3 separate regions of the Mus musculus genome follow, and all the other regions are linked to region 3. A link is a contact called in public HiCAR-type and promoter capture Hi-C data. All regions are on one chromosome and are shown on one strand. Each heading gives the region's core, a stretch centred on a gene start, on an enhancer-like site or on the middle of the called end of the contact. The rest is flanking DNA. Distances are from core to core; before and after follow the strand shown.

Region 1 (3,563 bases), core at 635-3,134, 1.7 Mb after region 3:
TTATTCTTTTGACCAGTAACCAGAGTCTTGCTGTTTCAGTTCTTGATTATGAGGGCAAAGGGGGGGGGCATCTATTCCTAATACCATCTAGGCCTGCTAATATCTACCTTGTGTGAATTGATGTTCCTAAGGGAAAAAAAGCAGCCACATTTGTGTTAGATCTACAAGACTTGATTGAATGATTAGAACTTAGGCAGTTGTGGAGAGTTTTTTTGTTTGTTTGTTTGTTTGGGTTTTTTTTTTTTTTTTTTTTTGGTTTTTTTTCGAGACAGGGTTTCTCTGTATAGTCCTGGCTATCCTGGAACTCACTCTATAGACCAGGCTGGCCTCGAACTCAGAAATCTGCCTGCCTCTGCCTCCCAAGTGCTGGGATTAAAGGCATGTGCCACCACCGCCCGGCAGTTGTGGAGAGTTTTAAAGTTGTAGGTCCAGAGACAAATTGTCTTTTGTTACATATAGCTCTTTACAACCATTCATTGCCCACCCATGTGTCTGCCTTAATGTCCTTCTGCTTTTTAGGTAAATCCCTTTGAAATGTACTAACAGATCACTTGGTTTCACCAATCAAAAGGCTAAGAATTTTCCAGATAGCTATAACCCACCTGTACTGGCTGGCTTTGTGTGCCAACTTGACACAAGCTGGAGTTATCACAGAGAAAGGAGTTTCTGTTGAGAAAATGCCTCCATGAGATCCAGCTGTAAGGCATTTTCTCAATTAGTGATCAAGGGGGAAGGACCCCTTGTGGGTGATGCCATCCCTGGGCTGGTAGTTTTGGGTTCTATAAGAGAGCAGGCTGAGCAAGCCAGGGGAAGCAAGCCAGTAAGAAACATCCTTCCGTGGCCTCTGCATCAGCTCCTGCTTCCTGACCTGCTTGAGTTCTAGTCCTGACTTCCTTTAGTGATGAACAGCAGTGTGGAAAAGTAAGCTGAATAAACCCTTTCCTCCCCAGCTGGCTTCTTGGTCATGGTGTTTGTGCAGGAATAGAAACCCAGACTAAGACACCACCTAACTTACATTTCCACTAATTGTTTTTTTAAAGTTGTCTTGATTTACTACTTTCTTTTGTTCTGGTTATGTAAATCAATGTCCTAAGCCACACTCTACATGTATTTTGCTCGATAATAAATTACTACTATCTTTGAGAGCTTGTGCTTGGTTTTCTGGTTACCCTCGACATGTACATTAGCTAAGAACAGGGTGAGATTTTTGTTGTTGTTGTTTTGTTTTCACTTCCAGAACACAGAATGTTCTGGTGCATGATAAGAGCATTAACCACTATTCTTTTTCAGGGATTTTTCTTTGGACTCTCCTTTTAAATTAAAACAAACAAACAAACAAACATTTTTTTTTAATTCTAGAAAAATGGTTGTGTTTATTGGGATACCATAGTTGCAAACATATTTAATTAGTACTGACTGCTTTGTTGAGTTTTTCTACCCAAGAAAGCTTATTGCCTCCTATTTATGTTCATATTTGGCTTTTAAAGTGTTTTAAAGTTAGCCCCAAGTAAATGTGGCACATCTCTTGAGCTCTGAGTATTTTTGCTGTTGCTTTTGTAGCTGTGGTCTTTTCATTCACACTCGTACTTATGAAGGCTGATTTTAGTGTTCATAATATCCTGTTAACTTACTAAATTATCCTTTTAATACATTTTTTCCCATTGACCAGAAGAATGTCTCTTTGAGACATCACTAATCTCAGTGATACTGAAACACAAACGCGAAACCGGATAAGGACCGGCATGCTCACTATGATTAGACAGAAAATCCCAACTTCTTTTGCCAGAGTAAGGACAAACCACTGAGTGGAACTCCGTGGCTCCCTAGAGTGGCTCTGGGAGCAACAGGGCTCCACCGCTTCCGGCCTTTGTGGGAGTCCGCGATGACTTCCGGTTCCTGGGAGGGCTGGATTCCCTTCCCTGCGCAGGAGCGACGCGGTGAGCGAGCTCGTGCTCCAGGCGGGGGGAGGGTGCTCCCTGCTACCTAGACTCTCGGCCTTAGAAAGATGCTTGGAACCGGGGGAAAGGCCACCCGGGCTGCGCTGCGGCTGCCTATGGGTCCCCCTGGGGCGCGGAGCTGGCCCGGACCTAGGCACGCTGCAGAACTTTAAGTTAGAGTCACAGAACTGGAGGGGCAGGAGAAAAGCAGAGCACCCTCCCCAACTTCTAACCTTTATGAGTGGTTAAGTTCCAACTAAAGCCAGTTGGGAGACTGTACTATGTATATGTGATTTGTGCCAGGTACGCAGAAAAAAAAATCAAAAGCAGCAAGGCAGGCGTACCCTACTCTTGTACTCTTTCCGTTATTTTTGGTGGTACTGTTAGTTGAACTTCCCACCCGCCAGGCAGCGGTTGCCCTTCCCCAACGCTATCTGCTAATTCCAAAATTTTTTGTTTATTTCAGTTAGTTGTTGTTCACTTTAGGAGTAAGTGGAGGTAAGTTTCTTCCCAAGCTTTACTCCCTGAAGTCCTGAAACAATTTGACATCTTTTTCACTTTTGTCTATTTTTGTGAAAGTCCACGTACAATCCAGTCAATACAGTAGATTAACCGGAGGGCAGCTTTTCAACTCTCCCACTTAACTCTTAGAATAGGCGGTATTTGCTTATTGTAGTTCGTGTTAGTAACGATGACTTATCCCTTAGGTCCACTGGGTAAGAAGATTTACCAAGGAGTTATTACTTGAAAGATTGATACATCTTTTATCTAGCTACGATGACATCTACTAGTGATACCAAGGTCTGTAAGAACCAGGGTGGACTTTTGGAAATAAAAATGGAGGAAGAATGTAAGTATACCACCAGACAAGATAGGAACCTACAAAAGAACACTTATAACAGAGACGTCTTCCGAAAATACTTCAGACAGTTTTGCTACCAGGAAACTTCTGGACCCCGGGAGGCTCTGAGCCGGCTGCGCGAGCTCTGCAGACAGTGGCTGCGGCCGGACTTGAACAGCAAGGAGCAGATCCTGGAGCTGCTGGTGCTGGAGCAGTTCCTGACCATCCTGCCAGGGGAGCTGCAGGCCTGGGTGCAGGAGCAGAATCCGGAGAGTGTGGAGGAGGTGGTGACTGTGCTGGAGGATTTAGAGAGAGAGCTTGATGAACTAGGATACCGGGTAAGAAAAAGGGGGGAGGGGTCCTCTTTCCTAAGCGCGACTGAATTTGTAGGCCAAAGTGAAGTATACCACTATTTTACAAAGCATATTGACATTTAGTTGGATCCAAAGGGGACTTTAAGTGTCATGGGAATTTGGAGTTGAACTTGTACGTTGTACATCCTAGCCTTGGGCTTGTAATCTTCCTGTCTCATATCCTTGGTGCTGAGATTACAGGTATGTACGTCCACTCCTGTCTGGTCTTAGTTTAATTATTCCTTTTCATCAGTGGGGTTGTTTTATTTCTGTGCTAAGCTACAAAGTTCTATCTGATGCTTAGTTCAGACACACAAGGCATATACTACGAGCGAAGATACTAGAAGAAGAGGAAGAAGAAGAAGGTATTAGATGGTGGTAATAGGGTGCGAAACAGCCTCTTGTAAAGACTATTATGTAATATAAACAAGT
Region 2 (3,703 bases), core at 146-2,645, 1.6 Mb after region 3:
GCTAAAATCCAGAGCCGCACTGATGACCTAAGAACACATATCTGCCACCTGCATTTTTCATAGTTCTACACCGGCTTGCAAAACTGAATTCTTCCTTCTGGAGTAAGACTGGCACTTTCAATTCCTTTCAACTTCAGTTTTGTAGCAGAGTAGACTACAGTGTAGCCTAGGACAAATATTCTACCATTTACTGGAAGTGTGCTGAGTTGTTTTGAGCCTGGAGTTTCAAAGAGCAGGTGGGGAGAATGGAGGTTTGGATGAGCGAGACTTGTTAAGTACCTCGGATTTCTTGTCCCATAGGGAAGAATCAAGCAGAATCCAGTGAAGTGATGGCCTGGATACAGAAATTCCCTGTTGCTCAAACACAAGGGCAGGCACGGAGTCAATCCCAAAGGAGAGTAGGAAAGGCCATGGCATAAGTGACAGCGCACAGAACTGAAAACCTATTCTGTGATAAGAAACCAGGCTACAAGACCTCCTCCGGTCATCACAGGACTCTCGATTGGGCAGAAACAAGCAAGTTTTAGGTTCTACTCAATGTCATTCGATGTACTGGGTGCTTCATTTAAACTAGCGGATAAAGATCTTTATGCTCAAGCTGTGGTTTGTTTGTTTGTTTGTTTGTTTGTTTAAAAAGGTGTAACTCCTTGATGGGGAAAATTCCTGAAAGCAATAGGGTATGGGAGCTCAAGGAGGGCACTGAACTAGATTGCTGGGAGTAAGAACTTATTAGAAGAGTTATTAACGTCATGGGCAGAAGGACAACACTACAGTGGACAATCAGAATTTTTGGCCCCAGCGCCGCAGGGCCCAGGCTGGAGGTGAGGGGTGGGGGTGGGGGTGGGGGTGGGGGAGTGTTCTGAGAATGAGGCCCACGTGGCAGAATCCGGGTTGTTTCTTCGAGGGTCTCATAGGAACCCACAGCCACGTAGGTTCCTCAGCAGGTGGCAGGGAAGACGAGAGAGAAGTGTGTCGCCAGGCAGCCCTTTGACACGTCGGGTCTGGCTACTCACTTGAGGAAGTGAGACACTGGGCACCTGAGGAGCCTGAGAAGAAGTTAGGGACTCACAAGCGGGCTCTCGGTGGGGTGGCTCCCTAGTAACGGTAGAGCTAGGGAGATGGGGGAGGACTTCATGGTCTGGTCAGCACTCTGGTCGGGATTCGATCGGTCCCCATTTCACACGAGAAGAAAATGAGGCTCGGAACGATAAACCGATTTACTTTAGGGTGGAGATAGAACTGGGCTTCTCCGTTTCTGCCCCTGAGAAAAGTTGCTGATGATTAAACCCTTTTCTAGCGATTGTTAACGCCTGGAGCTGGGTGTGTCACACTGGGAGGGGCCTAGCTGGTCTCCCCGCCCAGCTTTCCGGCATTTATGCAAAGCCATCTTACTTTTAAAGGAGCCGAGGCCTAGCCACTAAGAGGAAACTCAGCAGAAGACTACGGGCCCACAGACGCTTGGAGTGACCCGACGCCACTGCCAGGGGACACTCTGCTCCCACTGCACGCGACAGCCACGACCGACTCCCGGGCTGGGTGCCGGGGACCCAGGACTGTGCAGAGGAAACCCGCTTTCCCGCCCCGAGAGAGCAGAGCGGCGCGGGAAGCCAGGCCCCGCCCCCGGCCCACCTCTTCCGCTCGGCCCTGAGGAGTCTGCGCGGCCGCGGGACCCCTTCCGACGCGGCCACGTTGCCCGGTGAGCCAGCCCGCGGCGCCCGGTTCCCGACTCCCCTCGGCTCGGCTCTCAGCCGGGCTCCGGGGCCCAGGCCTCCTCCCCGTGCTGTCGGTGAGGAGCAGCTGTGCGGGGACGGGTCTGGCCGCCCGAGAGCTCCGCGCGCGTCTGCGATCCCCGCGCCGGAGGCCCCGCCCCGCTCCGGAGCCGAGAAGCGGAGCGAGCGCGCTGAGCTCCGACAGAGCTCGGCTCCGGGCTCATGCCCTGCGGCCCAGCCGGCCCGCGCCATGGCCTCCGGGAGCGTGGCCGAGTGCCTGCAGCAGGAGACCACCTGCCCCGTGTGCCTTCAGTACTTCGTGGAGCCTATGATGCTCGACTGCGGCCACAACATCTGTTGCGCGTGCCTGGCCCGCTGCTGGGGTGCCGCGGAGACTAACGTGTCGTGTCCGCAGTGCCGGGAGACCTTCCCGCAGCGCCACATGCGACCCAACCGGCACCTGGCCAACGTGACCCAGCTGGTGAAGCAGCTGCGCACCGAGCGGCCGTCGGGGCCCGGCGGCGAGATGGGCGTGTGCGAGAAGCACCGGGAGCCTCTGAAGCTGTACTGCGAGCAGGACCAGATGCCCATCTGCGTGGTGTGCGACCGCTCGCGCGAGCACCGCGGCCACAGCGTGCTGCCCCTGGAGGAGGCGGTGGAGGGCTTCAAGGTAGGGCCGGGCCGGCGGACAAAGGGGCGAGCCGGGGGCTTCCTGGTTTGATACCGAGAAAATGGCGAGCCGGACGTGGGGCCCACCGCCGTCATTTCCTCCCTGTCGGCTGCGGAGCCTCCGCACTCAGACTGGGAAGGAGAACCTGTAGCTGGCGAGGCCAGGAGCACCCCCACCCCCACCCCGAGCGCCCCTGCTAACCGCCTCTACGCGTGCCGCGACTGGGACGGCGCGAGGAGACCCTCCCTTGACAAAGGAGATGCACATGGAGCCAAGTACACTTCCATAGGCCTTGAACGCCTCGAACTCGCTCTGACCCAGGATACCAAGCCAGACAGTCACTGTTGGCTGGCTGAATTCACATCGAGCAGTGCCCATCACTTAATCTGTGTCCCCAGCACTTCCCTGTAAACCTGTTTTAGAACTGAATGGAAATGAACAGAGCTTTTTACTGCTTAAGTAAATCATTTAGCCACTCTCAGACTCGGGAGATGGCTTATTGTGAAGGGGAAGTGAACTCACAGGACCTTTGTGGAGTGTTGAATAAACACTGGCACAGCTACACAGTAGTACGAAAACGTTACATATAAAGTAGCTCTGAAGTGATAATGATCTTGAGGGCTGCAGGGATCTATACCAACAGAGTTATATATTTGTTTAAGTGTGAGTTCATCCAAATGTCAGTCACGTTTACAAAGCTGTCACCTGTATCATTTCACTCGCTGGAGATAAGTTGTAATTTAGTAATGTTTACTGATTCTTTGAGGAAAATAAATCTTTTTTTTTTTTCTGTATTCATCTGAGAAATAGCTTACCTTTTGAGCCTCCTTACCCAGATGTCTTGTAACCGCTTCTAGGAACTGGTAGGTGGCTAGAGTTTAAATAACAAATTGCTAACACACTTGCTGGCCCCTGTGCTTTGGGCTCTTCCCAGGAGTGGCATTATGGTCTGAGAAGAGAGTCCAGCGGGGCCTTGGCATCTGTAGTTTGGGTTCATGTGTGAAAAGCAGAGTATTCTGATGCTGAGATCTGCAAAATCTTGAACTGGCCGACTATTTACTTTCTTCAGGAGCAAATCCAGAACCGACTGGACCACCTAAGAAGAGTGAAAGACTTGAAGAAGAGACGGCGGGCACAGGGGGAGCAGGCCCGAGCTGAGCTTTTGGTAAGGGTCCAGATCTCCAGCCTGCAGAGGAATTGATTGCATTAGGATAGTAAGCTTCTGAACTGCTCTGAAAATCCCTGACAGTTCTCGGCCTTGGCAGGGGTGTAGTGAGAAGCCTCTAAGCAGAGCCTATCAGCTTTGGGAGGTTTGTCCAGAGAG
Region 3 (3,599 bases), core at 1,032-3,531:
CCTAAACAAAATTATATAAAACATGCCAAGTTTCAGCAATAGTATATCATATAACACACTCAAATAATGGATATTACTATATCCCTCAAGCCCCAATGAAAAACACTCATGTTCTTGAAAGTCTTTGCATACTCTGAGTCTTCCATAAAGACACTACTGTGACTTGCCTTCCAGGCTAATGTAAAGCTGTCCCTCTATATTCAAGGAGGGTTGGATCCAGTGCCTCTATGGATAACAAAATCCATGGATGCCCTTGTCCTTGATCTAAGAGTGACAAAAAACTGCATGCAGCTTACAAACACCCTTCCATATATGGGTTGTTCAGTATAACAAATATAATATAAATGTTATTCAAATAAGTTCTGTATTGTTTAACAAGCAATGACAAGAAAAATAGTATGGATGTGCTTAGTACATGCAATATGATTTCACATATTTTCTATCCATGGTTTGTTGAATCCTCAAAAGCAGAAAAAAAATCCAAGAGTACAGTGAGTCTCCTGCATTTGGTAATGGGTGGTCTCACACTCTGATTAGGTGGTTCAGAAAGTTGTCTTTCCCCTACTTTAATCAAGAAGCCCAACACTTCCAATGGTTTTTTGGTGAAACGGTGTTACCAAGCTTTGTTTTGTGCTGGGAGCTAGTGGTTCTTATTCATCACCAATCTTACCAGGACCATCGTATCTCCTCCTGGTGCAAATGCCATGAAGAGATGTCAGTGTGACTGCATGACACACACTGGACATTAGTGGAGGGCTGAGCCACCGAGACAGGTGGTGATCTTAAATTAGAAAGTAGGTCTTAAAGAGACCAGAAACAAGGTGACATTCTAAAAAAGTATGTCCTCTATCAACACAAAATGGAAAGCTAAATTGACTACCATTGGTTTGCTTGTGTGTGTGTATGTAAATGTGCACGCATTTGTGTTGAGCATGTGTGTGACAGATAGCATGCCCTCCCATTTTGCAATTTCTGTGGTCATTAAAAATAGGTTTTAAAAAAACCTAATAAACTGAGAAGAGAGAAGGATACGTAAAATTGGGATTTTAAGGTGGGAATGTATGTGCCCCAGCGTCTATTCTAAGGTGGCAGTATATGTATCTAACAGATGTTTTAAGGAGAAAGTATATGTGTTCTAATGGGAGTTTTAACTAGTTTTTCAAAAGAGAAAATCCTCAAGATGGAAACAAACATGGTCAGATTGTAATAGGGTAATGAGCTGGGAGGAGCTTTTAAAAATCATTTCCCATGCCTTTTACAGTGTTGTACTTAGAGCCACATGTCAGAAGAGAGAGAGTGAACCGACTCTAAGTTGTCCTCTGGCCTCCACACAGGCAACACACACACACACACACACACACACACACACACAGAGACACACACACACTGTGATTTAAAATGTTTTCATTGTAAACAAAAATTTTAGAGAATATTGTGTTTGTCCCTTCTACACAAAAAACACGCCCTAGACTGCAGGGGACTCCAGGTGCCAGAAGCCTGACTCAGCAGTTAAGACATGAGGCTAACTTGGACTTAGAATGCCTGGCTTTTCCATCTTGCCCTTGGAGAGTCCTTTCTTTGCCTGCCTCTACCTCAGTGGTCAGACCAAGCGGATCCCAAGGCCCCCTATAACTTAATTGGGGATCGGGAGGGGCCGGGAGCTGCTGGGGGTCTAGCTGGAGTAGCAAGCCCCCGCCCGAGCTGGCGTTCCCCTGGCCGCCGTCTTGCCCTTCCAAGCTGCCTACCTCTTGCAGGGGATCAGCGCTTTCCTCTCGTCCAGCACCCGCACGCGCTGGTTGAGACCATCGTAGGACACCAGGGCGCGGTTGTTGTGCCCGCTGCTCTGCTGGTACAGAACCTGGCGTCCCTCCCACTGCTGGGGTGCCTGGCATGGCTGTGGGGTTCCCAGGGAGCCCGCCATCCCCAGGCCGCACAGCACCCAGACCCAGAGGCTTCCCAGCAGCCAGGTCCCCCGAGGCCCCTGGACCAGGCGGCGGGGAGCGCGCGCGGGCATCGTGATCTGCCGCCCCAGGGTCAGCCGAGCTCCAGAGAGAGCCGAGGCCCTGCGTTGGACTAGTCGCGTGAGCCTTCTCTGCGCCCTGGCGAAAGGTGTGCTCCGGGACCCAGTTCAGGCCTCTCTCGATTTTCCGTTCCACAGGCTCCTGGCTTGGGGGCTCCGGACACCGGGACACCGGCCTGGGAAAGCCGCGTGAATCGCCCCAGCTCTTTCTGCTCTGGCGGAGGCTTACCAAAGCTTGTTTTTCCTGCTCTCTGCTGCCAACAGGAAACGCAGCGGCAGTGATGCCACTAGCATCCTAAAGGGCATCGCACTTAAAGGGTTTGGGATGGAAGGGGTAATTCTCTGAGAAGGGACTCCTTTCTCCAAGAACTGCAACCCCCCTCAAGGAGGACAGGAGCAGAGCAGAGGTGTGGCACATTCTCTGGCTGCTGTAATTTGTTTCTTGGTAAAATCGTGACTTTTTTTTTTTTTTTTTTTTTTTTACAAATTAAAAGTGTTACAATGGTCCCTTCCTGAAGAAATGACACTAAATTTCTGTGGTGTTCGTTGTGCAGTTTCCAATCTCAGGCCTGAGTCTCAATTCAGTGAGATTCCTCTCTCCTACACGTCAAAGCTTCAAGTCCAGAGGTTTGTGTTTTTAGAGGTTTACTTTAGTGTATGTGTGTGTGTGTGTGTGTGTGTGTGTGTGTGTTTAAGTAATGGTAGGATTAATAATAATATAGAAACAAGATGAGATGAGGCAATTTTTTAAAGACCCTTGCTTTACAATGTTATTTACATTTCCACTTAATACCTACTATGAAGAAGAGTGAGCCAAGAGGAAATGGTTTGGGGCATTTCTGAGTGAGGTCAAAAGAACTCCAGGATTGGAGCCCAAGCAAGTATCTGTAAGACAATCAGGAGCCTGATCATTTAGGGCCTTAAAAGCTGTTGAGTGTTTTGTTGTTGATATCGAGGACTGTGAGAGCCACAAGCCCACAAAAAGCCAGGGACAACCCTCATAAGCGATGTATATTAGAAAGCTCACTCGGCTAGCACAGGAAGAAAATGCAGTGTCAGACAGAGTGGCAGGGTATCAGGGCAGAAGCTGCTACACTACAAGCCAGCTGTAGAGTAGCTGAGTGACAGCAATGGGGATGGGTAGGGTGGAATGGAGCTTGAAATTACAAAGAAAGATTGAAGTTGGAGGCAGGGGGTTCTGATTTGGGTAAATGAGAGGAAGGAAGGAAAGAAGGAAAGAAGGAAGGAAGGAAGGAAGGAAGGAAGGAAGGAAGGAAGGAAGGAAGGAAGGAAGGAAAATTGTAGTTCAGCCAGTTAGCTTTGAGATGACTGGGGAATATCTAGGTAGAGACAACCAAAGACAGTTCTGCATGGCTTGAGCATGCAGTGCCCAAGTCTTAGATTCGGAAGCCACAGGCATAGAAAGGGTCACTGAAGAGAATTTGAGATGGATGGATGGATGGATGGATGATTCTTGCCACCCCCCTCCCAGGGATATTTGACAAGGAACTCTCCAACCTACGTTTCAAAAGTCCTGAGAATGAGGAAACTTGGAGTTGACGGGAGAGGGAAGACTGAG

Evidence for each region. Promoter capture Hi-C pulls out the DNA fragments that hold promoters and counts their contacts. HiCAR-type assays count read pairs that join an accessible place to other places.
Region 1: a HiCAR-type map of astrocytes shows a contact between it and region 3, with 4 times the contacts expected there. The contact joins the promoter of Zscan12 here to the promoter of Epdr1 in region 3. A contact is called at or near these places in 3 of 39 promoter capture datasets (the 3T3-L1 cell line and cranial neural crest) and 1 of 115 datasets of contacts at active chromatin or transcription factors (astrocytes).
Region 2: a promoter capture Hi-C map of stem cell-derived epiblast-like cells shows a contact between it and region 3, with 2.3 times the contacts expected there. The contact joins the promoter of Trim27 here to the promoter of Epdr1 in region 3. A contact is called at or near these places in 6 of 39 promoter capture datasets (the 3T3-L1 cell line, cranial neural crest, frontonasal cranial neural crest and 3 more) and 3 of 115 datasets of contacts at active chromatin or transcription factors (embryonic forebrain, forebrain and stem cell-derived neural progenitor cells).

Annotation. Positions count from the first base shown.
Region 1 is chr13:21,360,936-21,364,498 of GRCm38.p6, forward strand. Zscan12 (zinc finger and SCAN domain containing 12) reads left to right here and starts at 1,885. Exons shown (of 4, transcript NM_016684.2): 1 at 1,885-1,937; 2 at 2,645-3,116. The coding sequence starts at 2,715.
Region 2 is chr13:21,178,536-21,182,238 of GRCm38.p6, forward strand. Trim27 (tripartite motif-containing 27) reads left to right here and starts at 1,396. Exons shown (of 8, transcript NM_009054.3): 1 at 1,396-2,379; 2 at 3,449-3,544. The coding sequence starts at 1,960.
Region 3 is chr13:19,617,549-19,621,147 of GRCm38.p6, forward strand. It overlaps Epdr1 (ependymin related protein 1 (zebrafish)), which reads right to left and starts at 2,282. Exons shown (of 3, transcript NM_134065.4): 1 at 1,746-2,282. The coding sequence starts at 2,014.